2 separate regions of the Rattus norvegicus genome follow, and region 2 is linked to region 1. Evidence: chromatin contacts called from public Hi-C data. All regions are on one chromosome and are shown on one strand. The core of a region is the stretch at or near the end of the contact, and the rest is flanking DNA. Distances in the headings are between cores, read along the strand shown.

Region 1 (5,660 bases), core at 312-2,811:
CTTAGGTTTTTATTTTTATTGTAACCCTATCCCACATGGAACTTTCTGGAACAGACCCCTCCTCCCCTACGAAAGCTTCACAGCTTCCTGAGGATTAGGTTACTCCAAGTTCTACTCACCCTAAAGATACTTCATACAATCAAAACTCTTGTTGTGGTCAGGAGGAGTCTGCAGGTCCTAACTGCTCGACGAGCACCTACGTGGATATCACCCCAGAGCCTTGGTTATAGAAACTGATTTTGAGCGCCTTCTCAAACAAGACTAGTGGGTATCAGGAAACGAGGAGTGTTGGTGGTATTGTGACTGACACACTCCCAAAAGCCTAGTTGTTGTTTGTTCGGGAGATTTGCCAAAATTAATGTTTACAGCACGTCTCACTTCAAAACTCTACCAAAATGCGCCCCTGAACAAGCAGCAGTAAGTCCTAGCATGGCTCCCTTTGCGGTGGCCCTCTGCTGTTCTCCTGCGGACTTACGCGTCCATCAGTAGATTCCTTCCTATCTTAAAAGTGGAATGACTATATAGCCATGGTCCTGGAGACCCTCGGAGCCTTGTTCTGTAAGCCTTCGCAGCGCGAAGTTCCGAGAAGTTTCAGTGGGAAGCGATTGCTACGATTACTTTCCTGGGAATCTGGAAACTAAGTCTCCACCTCGGTCCCCAAAACTGGGAAGCTGCGCAAAGCGCGCCCACTATCATTCTCCCGCCTCTAGAGCTCCGGCACAGAAGTCCCGCACTGAGTTCTAGCAGAACCTGGTAGGACAGCACCTCAGGACGCCTTCCCAAGCACGCTCTCTCCCTGCCCGCACTGGCTGGTCCGGTTCCCGCTTTGCGCAACAGGGATCCTGGCGGTAACCAGCGGACTCCAAGACCCTAACGACACAGCAGACAAGGGTGGCTGCAACCTAGACTGGGTTTCCTGGGGCTCAGGTCAGGGGGACCTTCTGCAGTACCCTTCCTTCTCTCTGCAGACAGTGGCAGCAAGGCTAACCCTTCCCAGGACTGCAGGGATTGGGGCAAGCGTCCCAAATCCTAACAGCTCAAAACCTGTGCTGCAAACCAGGGACTGTGCTCGGTGCGCGCGGAGTCGGTGCCGTCCCGGAGTAAGCTCGCGAGCAGGGGACCCGGGCGTTCCGACCTCTTAGTTGTGCGGTACCAATGCATAGCACCATCCCGGGGCACTGACTGATCCCCAACGGGGGACACTACTACAAATGGGACCTAGTCACGGCGCCAGTAGCAGGGCCGCGCGCAGTAGGGATGCAGGCTTACGTCTGGAGCAGGCGGGGCTCCAAAGCAATCCTTCAAGCTGCCCGAAGCCTGGAACTTGGACCCGGAGAGGAAGCCACGGGTCCCCGAGGGGCCGAGTCCGACGGTTCCACCTGCAGTCTCCCCCAGAACCCCCGCGCGGCCAAACCCGTTCAGTGCATGGAGGGCGGTGGTTGGAGGGACTCTGCAGGACAGGTAGCATCGCCCAGGACAAGAGCAGCGGGCTCTCCTCACAGAGCTGACCCGAACGTTGAAAGAAACCCTGCCCATGACTGTCCGAGCCTCCGACTCCAAGCCACGGGAGTGGAGGACTGTCCGCTTGGGGACTAGCTGCAGGGCACTGAGCGAGCCACTGAGAAGTCTGTGCTCACTGACTGACCTACGGACAGGCAGGAGGTGGCACCCGATGGAGGGAGGAAGGGACGGGGAGAAAAAGATTGACTCTGAAGTCACCAGGACTCAGGCCACGCGACCTGTGTGCTGGAGGAGCGAGGAGGGTGGATCTTACCCTCTTTGGGGCGTCGGCTCGGCGACTGTGCTCCTCCGGAGCAAGGGCGGGGGGCCGTTTCGTGAACATATCTTTATCCTCTGTCCACTCTTATCTCGGTCGCTCTTCTCTGCTCTATGGATCTCTAGGAGAGGCAACTACGGGTGTCTTTCTCCTCACTCGGAGTGAAGTTGTAGTCAGGGGACAGGAGCCCCATATTTTGTTGCTGGGCAGACCCCACCCTCAGACCACTCCCTCCCTTCACTCACGTCTCTGGGTCCTACCCATAACCCTTAATGAGACAGCTCCTCCATACCCAGCCCTGCCTTCAAAAAAGTTCATTTTCTATGGCAGATGGAGAGCCAAGAGTCTCCTGCCCCCATCCCCCACACCAGGAAACAAACAAACCCTTAAACTATGGGACAGGAGCAGCAAAGGCCAGAACTTAGTTGAGCCGTGTAAAGGGCTGCTCTCCTCCGAACTGTCATTATAACATCCTAGAATGCTCTATCCCCCCAAACAGGAATCTAACCAGGCAAGTATCAAAATGACTGCCTCCGGGCACTGGCAATCCAATGTTGTTTGTTGTGTTGGAAGAGACGTAAGGTTTTGAAGGCAGACATTATCTGCGTTACACAAATTGTAAATCTGTCTTCTGCTACAGGTTTAGGGGGAAAACTGCATTTGCGAGCCAGCTTGGCTGCTCAAGCCCTATGGGCCAGAACTCCAGCCTGGCATTGCCGGACAAGAACAAGGCTGAAATCAGGGACCGGCAAATTTGTGCCTGTCAGACAGACCCAGCCCCATTCCTGTGGCAGCAAAGAGAGAGAACAGTGTCGACATTCCAAAGCAAAGGTTGCATTGAAGGCCAAGGCAATTCTTAAATATTTATCGAAAAAAGAAAAAAATTTTAAAAGGATAACAAAGATTTAAATTTTCTTAGACATGACTTTTAAGTGTATTTTTATTCAAAATTTCAAAGACTGTTCAAGGTTATACCGTAGCCCATCTCCATTAGAGAAGGCCACATATAGTAGACAATAGGACCTGCCCCTTGAGTACAAGCGTGGACAAAAAGGCACATTTGTACAACTGGAAGGAAGTGGTAATGGGTGCTTTGCCTCAGAAAAGACATGCAGTGTGGGAAATGCCATCTACGTGTAGTTAAAGACGTGGGGCACGGGTTGGGGATTTAGCTCAGTGGTAGAGCCCTTGCCTAGCAAGCGCAAGACCCTTGGTTCGGTCCCCAGCTCCGAAATAAAGAAAAAAAAAAAAAAAAAAAGACGTGGGACACTGATTTCAAGTTATCCCAGCATCTGTGAGGAATGCAGTTTCTAACAAGCGTTTCATAATTCACAACCTCCCAGTGTTCCAGCATGGCAGACTCTGCACTAAGCACTACACACACACACACACACACACACACACACACACACACACACACACACGTATCCTTTTTAACTCAGAGATGGGAGGCAGCTGGAGTAACCAGTCATCTATTTGGCAGTGACCTGACAGTCCCCAGAGATGGTGGCATTTTGTGACTGAGTTCTTACTGAGACACTGCCTTAGCACACACCTCCACTCACAGGGCCCCTGTCGGAGAATCCAGAGCCCAGGAGACACATCTGCCAACTCCACCTGAGGGCCAGAGTTGAGCAGTCTGCAAATGGGTGTCCGTTCTTGAAGTCGCAGATGAGTTTCTTTTCCCAGTTCTGCCCCCTGGTGGAGCTGTGGGAGCTATGAAACAGAAATAGCTAAGTAGATTCTTACCCTGTTCCTTGCTCCACTATGCTAGGTTCCAGAGGCGGCTACTGTACTGATGAGGTAACTGCTCTAAATACTCCCTCCTAATAGCTCCAGCCGCCATGAGTATCAGGAGCAGTAGCTGAGGTACTTTTTGCTGCTTGGGAGCACAGTATGAGAAATGAGGGTGAGCGTCTATGTTTAGACTTTGTAATTTAATACTGTAAGAAATCAAACATGTCTTATTTTCAAGTTAATTATGCAGCGTGCTCACAGTGATTTTTTTACTGATCACTGTGGCATTATTCCTTTAGAAAATCATGTCACGGACTTAAACTTACATTATTAGAGCTGTGGTTGTGAGCTTTGCAAGGGAAGTGCTCTACAACTGGACTCCCAGCCCCTCAGTTAACAAATGATTAATCACTGTCCAGCGTCTTAAAATACTCTTGTTTTGCAAAAAAATAAATAAATAAATAAAAAATTAGTATTTCTGGTACCATTCTGAAAGTTTTATTGTCTAGCATTTCAGGCATATATCAAACTAGTCATATAATTTAAAAGAAAAAAACAAACATTAAAGAAATTTATGGTGATTACTGACAAAAATACTCATTTGTGTGTTAGTCATAGAAATAATTTTCTGTGCCTTCATCTTCTTCAACTGAGTCATATGAATAAATAGGAACCTTCCTTAAAAGTAAGGATCTCGGTTGAACTCCACTGCCCCTGCGTGGGATATGAGTCTCGACCCCAGTGCACTGGTTCCTATCAATAAACCTCATGTTTATTACAACAAGGACGGTCTCACATGAGTTCTTGGGAGGTCGCATCATCCTGAGACTTGAGTGAGAGTCTCCCCGCTCCGGGGATCTTTTATTTGGGGGCTCGTCCAGGATCAGCGACCACCCTCGTCTCCGAAGACCCACTTGGAGGTGAGATAGCATCTGTGTCTTCGTCTGTGTCCTTGTGTTTTGTGCCGGCTAAACTCTGGGTCTGTATTTGCTACTCTGGGTGTGTATTTGCTCGTGGGTTCTGGAGTTCTGGTTTTGCAGTCGCTCCAGTCTCGGGCTGAGAAGGGAGGCTCGTGTCTCAGGAGAGATGCAAGTGTGAGTGGTAGACGTGCCAGGGGCTCACCGATTGTGCTGCCTTGGGAGACGTCCCAGGAGGTCTGGGCGAACCCCAGGGATGCCTGGGAGATTCCCATCTGGGTGCCGATAAGGATTCGGTGATTCTCCTGGATTGGAGAAAAGACCCACCGTCCTCCCAGCTGTCTGTATTTCTAGAGTGGTCTTTGTCTGTGTGTTTTAGGTTTTTGTTTTGTGTTACTTGTGACTTTGATGATGGGACTCCTCTGAGTTTGGTAGAGTGGTCTTTGTCTATGTGTTTTAGGTCTTTGTTTTGTGTTACTTGTGACTTTGACGATGGGACTCCTGAGTTTGACTTTAGACCACTGGACTGCTAGAGCACACAATTTGTACCGTGGCAGACTTTTTGCTCCTTGGAGTGGCCAGTGTTTGATATTGGCTGGCCTCCAGAAGGCACATTTGACTGAACCATTATTTTTGATCTGCTGTCCTTCATCTGTCTTTGGTGTCCCCTTGGGAAGGAAGAGTGATGTGGAATCTGCTCTCCTTCATCTGTCGTTGGTGAGCTCACGGAAGCTCCCTTCTAAATCAGTTCAGTTTTGTGCTGATCTCGCGACAGCCGCTTGTTTTTTGTTTTTTGTGCGCACTTCTATTTTTTGTCCGTTAACCTTTTGAATTTCTTTCTGTGTGACTGAATGCTATTTGTCCTGTTCGGCGGACCTCTATTTTCTGGACTCTTGTTTTCTCGCCATCCCACTTGAGATGCTTGTTAGTAGCTGTTACAGGAAATACAGAATCCTACTAGAGGCCAGAAAAAATGTTCCAGACACAGATGGAAGGCCCTCACTTCTGCCTGTTGACTTCAATATGCCTGAAGGTAAGGGAGCACCAGGTCTACCATCAGACTCCAATGGTGGGTCTCTGAGGGGCTGAAAAAATGCCCCACCAATTTGGCTAAAGTAAGGAAAAGATATGAAGAAAAAGTTGCAGAAACTTGAAGGGTTAAGCTAAGTCGCTGAGAGAGTTATTGTAAGTTGCAGAGAAAATAAGGTTGATGTGTGGTTCAGGGTCTG
Region 2 (5,511 bases), core at 1,081-3,580, 370 kb before region 1:
GTCTGGCTTTGCCTCCCCTCTCACAGCATTGCTACTCCTCAGTGGGGGTGCATTTTGTTTTATTTTGTTTTGGTCTGAGAAAGCGCTGGCCATCTTTCTTCTCCTACGTTCCTTCCACCCTGGACTACCAGCAACAGAAATCATGTCAATGTAACAAAATATGAAGGCTGGGTCTGGGGCAAAGTTGGGGTTCCACCAACTCCTTTTAGTTAAATTCTCTGCAGTCCAGGTGTAAGAGAAAAATGTCACCTGCCCCCACAACGTCACAGAATTACATATGAGCACAGTAACTCAACCATCCTAGCAGGCACAAGACATCTGAAGGCCATGAGTCTGCCTTCGTCTATCACTACTTCCTCAGTTCAAGCCTTCTGTGCTGTATCACAGATAATCATATTCATGTGATTCTGTTCCAGCCAACATTTGCATCCTGCCAACGGACCATTTAAATCCAAGTACCTGGGAGACAGCATTTAGTTAAGTCTTTTGACTCCGATTGTCTTAGATCTTAACCCACTCCTGGGAGAACTTCCCCCACTAACACCACACAAATGGGTAATTTCTGACTCACCTCCACACACTGACTAAGACATTGGCTAATGTGCGATATTATGCTTCTGTGCCATAAATACTTAATTCTTCCCAACTTTTTACACATATTTCATCTTCTCTCCTACTGTCCCATGATAATATAACTCCAAGAACTCAAACTGAGAAAAAGGTACAAAAAAATACAAATACCACCTTTTGCTCACTCATAACCATGTAGTTTGTTGCATTATATAAAATGGAAATACAAAAAAAAAAAAAAAAGCCACCTGTAATGACTGCCAAACACTACCGTGACACTCCCTACATCTCTATTATGTAAACATTGTGACCGTTCTCGTTTTACAAATGAGGACATTGGGGATAGGTGATGCTCTACCATAACGGAGTTCCAATCTATTTACCAGAAAGTCCACATATAAATAAGTGGATGTGATAGAGGAGCAGATGTAAAAGGTGTTCATGACAGGTGCATAGGAGCAAGGATCTGGCTGTATTAGGAGGATGAGTGCCTAGCAGGCATTTCCAGACACAGAGAGGCGGATACGCATGCGCACACAGGATTGGACCTAAAACCCCAGTGCAGGAGTGGGACCAGCGTCTATTCAGAGGTAGAGGAGAGTGAAAAAGCAAGGACCTTTGAAAAAGTAAGGGCCAAATCGCAGAGGGCCTTGCAATAACAACAGAAAGGAGCGAAGGCTTTAATCTGTGCTCAACTTTTATTCAAGCAATTAGATTATTGTTCCAAAACTTTGCCAAGATATTGGAAGAGCAGGAGGTAAATGCAAGACTAAGATTATGGAGACTAGAGTGGCAGAGATGGTAAACAGGTAAAAGTGGTTAAAAAGGGAAGTCCAAGGATGAAACCCAGATTCTTTTAAATCGAGTGACCCGGTAAGAATGGTGGCATCACAACCCAGGCCAGGGAGGAACTGATGCAGTGAAAAAGGAGCGGAGCGCCAAAGCGGGGATTCTCCACAGCTGTGGCAAAGGCGGAGGCCCGGGAAGCAGACAGCCGGCTCCGCTCAGATTCAAGAGTCAATGTCTTGGCCATCTCTATGTGAGAGGAAAGCAGCCCTGAAAGTTAGGAGACTCAGTCCATAGATAGTATTTCACCGTCCTCGTTTGTAAAATCAAAGAAAATGTTTAAGATACGTTTCCTAGGCAACGAAAGGAGTGAAGTTAAATTTCTTCCACCTACAACTGAAGCCGACTTTGGGAAGGAGGGCTACAACGGAGACTTACGAAACCCTGGGCAGAGTTTAATGAAACCATCAAATCACTTTCACAGGGGTCTGGACCCAAAGTGTACTGCAGGGAAAGCCTGGCTTTGTGGGTGAGTTGTTTTCTGCGGCGACAATCACCTCTTGGCCATACGTAAGTTAGTGGCCAGTCCTTTTCTGGCTAGGAGTTGGTTCCTGCCGCCCTCCAGGAGACAGGTTCGAGTCCTCACCGCATCCGCTGTACCTCACACAGAATGGGTACGCAGAGTTCAGGTTCCGGAGACCTGAACTCAAAGAGTGCAGAACCTACTCGCGGACGCAGCAGATCTCAGGCTTTCTAGAATCAAGAAGACCCCGCACGCACCCAGGCCTGGGCCATTCCCAGGCCCGCGTAAATTTCTTTAGCCGCCATTCTGTCTCCAGGGTCCCAGGAATAATCGTCCCGACCCCGCCTTCCCATTCCCTTCCGAAACTCCTCACCCCGGCGCCCTGCTCCGGAGGAAGCTTCTGCAGCCGCCAAAGCGGTGTCCCCTCTTCCGGCTCCATCCCCGAGAAGCTAAGATACCTGTCACGTGATAGGCCTGGACCTTAGGCGTAAGCTACGGTTCTCCCACGTGACTTCTCAGAGGGCGGGGCCAGCAGTCAGGCTCAAAGTCCTTGTGCGCGTGCGCAAAGCCTCAAGCATAGGTTTCCCACATAGACAAGAAAGAGCAATTTTTTTTCTGCTTGAGGGGCAGTCTGTTTCCGACCGCTTGCTATCTGGAGGAAGAGTTTTACAGACTTCAGCTCGGTTGAGACTGTGTTCAGAGACAGATCTCATGAACTTAAGGTTAGCCGCAGTCTGTGTTTGATCCCAAGGCCTTTTCCTCAGAGATCTGACACTCTCCTATTCAAGGAGTTTGAGCTCAAAGGCAAATTAAAGTTACATGTTTTTATCCTAAGAAGATATTTGATTTTTTTCCCATTTGCAAACAACAAACGCGACAGGCCTCATAAAAAGGCAAAGTTAAATGTGAAGTTTAAGGGGAACGGCAAATAATGTTTTAAATATATCCAAAACACTGCATAGCTAGCTTAAGCTAAAAGTTCTTTTTTTTTTATCTGAAATTCGTATTTAACTGAGTCAGCTATATATTATCAGGCAGCCCAAATACTTATTACCCAAGCTAAGATACAAAAACAACCTGCTGGTAAATAAAACCCTTGTCTACACCCACGCATTTACCAGGGACTAAGCCCCAAACTCTTTGAGCTGTAATTTCAATCCAAAGGTAGAAAGTCCGTGATAAAATGAGCCCTGTCATGGAAAGGTGCCATAACTATTAGACAGAAAAGGTGATTGCAACCCGATTTGTAATGTTACAGTTAAGAATGTTACAAAGTGGTGAAGCACACGGGAAAAGAGAAAGGAACTATCCAAACTGAAAATTATTCTGAGAAAAACTGCCCAGTAGAATGTTCAAGGTCAACCTCAAATTCCTTTCTCCACTTTGTGCCCCGGCATTTGGGAATGAGGTCTTAGGGCTTTACCTGTCTTTCACTTAAAACATTTACTACTTTCTAAGTTTTACCATAATACAAAACATATGTTTACGACTCTCATTGTTCCAGCTAAAGGCAATGTCTTAAAGCACTGTGAATGGAGAGTTCCCAAGCATTGTTAAGATAAGTGGTTGTCTGGAAACCTACTTAAGTACGTCAATAAATCTAATGATGGGTATTGTCATTGTCACTTATGGAAGTTGAATTTTATACAGTGTAGCATATCAGACAAATGTCTGTCAAGCATATAATAAATAACAAACTCTTGATTTATTTTGTCTTACTAGTCTCCACTGTAGCCTTGTGTGGTCAATATCTTGCCAGTATTAAAGATTAGGATTCAGACTTAGTGGAGGAATATATATATATATATATATATATATATTATATATATCTTGTCCAGTCACATGGGTGATAGCTGCAAAAGTCTAAGGAGAGAATGGGTGTTCTGCCTATGCAAAGGAAGGCAAGCATGATTCTCCTGTGGCCATGCAATGTGTAAGTCAATAGTGCAAAATGATATCCATCAGGAATAAAGGATAACAAAAACTGGATCCAGACAACACTGGCCACCAAGAAAAACTTGACCACTGAAACGTGACTATCAAAATTGAACTTCGGACAGATACTGCACTTATAGTATTACATAAAGTGAGAGGAAAGAGCCCTTAATATTTAATGTCTTTTCGTTAGTAATAGTTTGTCTTCCTGAGTAATCTAAGGTATCATTTTTTTTAATTTTCAACTTTTTTAATTAAAAAGTTTATTTTGTGTGTGTGTGTGTGTGTGTGTGTGTGTGTGTGTGTGTGTGTGTGTGTGTAGGTTGAGGACAACTTATAGATGTTCTTTTCTTTAAGGGTCCTGGGGACTGAACCCACGTATTCAGGCTTGCCAACAAACCAAGCCCCTGAAGCATTTTAAACATTACCTGTCTGTTCTGATCCTACCTCAGCTAGGTGTAGTTGGGTTTCTATCTCCCTACCCCTATTTATAGGAAGGGCTCAAAATGCAGACTCTGGAGTTAAATCCTTGTAACTGTTATCATCTGTAAAGCAATAGCATAGTTCCCCTCTCTTGTGTGTCTGCGTCTCAGTCTCTCATTACTTACAACGACCATGTACACTCTACAGAGCTTGTTAGAAGTTCATATCTGTAAGGTTGTTTGGATAAAGCATAGGCTAGCACCTAGAAAATGTTATGATTCCTTTCTAAGGAGTCTTTTTCCCCTGCCTGTATATGGCCAAGGCTAAGCAGCTTCCAGAAAACCATCTTCTCATCTCTGCGGCTAGATCCAGTGCTGGATGGAAGTGTTGAAAAGTGATCTGCCTCTCAGAGGCACCCAGCCTGCCTTATGGAGCTGCCCAGGTGATGCGAACGAAGGGTTGTGATTGGGAGATGTGGACGGAGTCTGGTAAGCCTCACAGTACTGATCAGAAGTTGGAATGTCAGCTTCCTCTGTAGAGAGCTTCTTTCTGTTCTTCTTGGTCAGTTGTTTGTCTTCTGGGGATAGAGTTTCCTGCACAAAATCTCGGGTTCTTCCTCCCTTCCTCCCGCCCTGCCCAATTCCTGACAGACCATCTACAGTTGGTAGATGGTTCTCTAACTTCTCTGATAAAAGGAATGTAGGTAAGTAAACACGGAGTTGCAGGGGAGGAGAGGTACTTAACTAATGAGTAGGTAAGTCAGAGAAGATCATGTTGACAAATTTCTTCAGAACAGGGGAGAGTCATCTGATAGAGGAAGAAAGAACTACAGTGTATCTCTGTGTGCTGTTGTAAAAATATAAAAAGTAAAACAGTCTTTTTTACCCACTCTAGGTCTGGCACCACAGTGCCCAGTGATATCTGCTAGATATCTTGCCAGAAATACACATCCCAACTCTGTGGCAGCCCAGTGCCTCTAGCCGCCACACACGCTCTTACTCTTAAACCACTACAAGAAAGAACACACAACACAAAAACCTTTGATCCAATTGATAAGGTAAAATTGCCCACCTAAACATACAAAGCCCAATACACATCTATCCCTGGAGAACATTCATAACAACCTGTAAAGGTACAGTGTGGAATCTCGACATCAGCCTCCATGTTCTCTCCGCCACTGAGAGCAGCATCATGCCTAAGAGCAGCATTGACCCAAGAAATGAGGTGAAAGGGTTATTTGCAGGAAGAATACAGAGACCCTGAAAAATATGTCA

What was found. Hi-C and Micro-C count contacts between places; a contact is called where the count stands out from the background.
Region 2: a contact with region 1 is called in a Hi-C map of kidney, with 4 times the contacts expected there. The contact joins the promoter of Commd8 here to the promoter of Corin in region 1. A contact is called at or near these places in 3 of 12 Hi-C or Micro-C datasets (the A7r5 cell line, kidney and liver).

Annotation. Positions count from the first base shown.
Region 1 is chr14:36,031,467-36,037,126 of GRCr8, reverse strand. Corin (corin, serine peptidase) reads right to left here and starts at 1,561. Exons shown (of 22, transcript NM_182473.2): 1 at 1,270-1,561. The coding sequence starts at 1,536.
Region 2 is chr14:36,399,819-36,405,329 of GRCr8, reverse strand. Commd8 (COMM domain containing 8) reads right to left here and starts at 2,330. Exons shown (of 5, transcript NM_001106004.2): 1 at 2,253-2,330. The coding sequence starts at 2,318.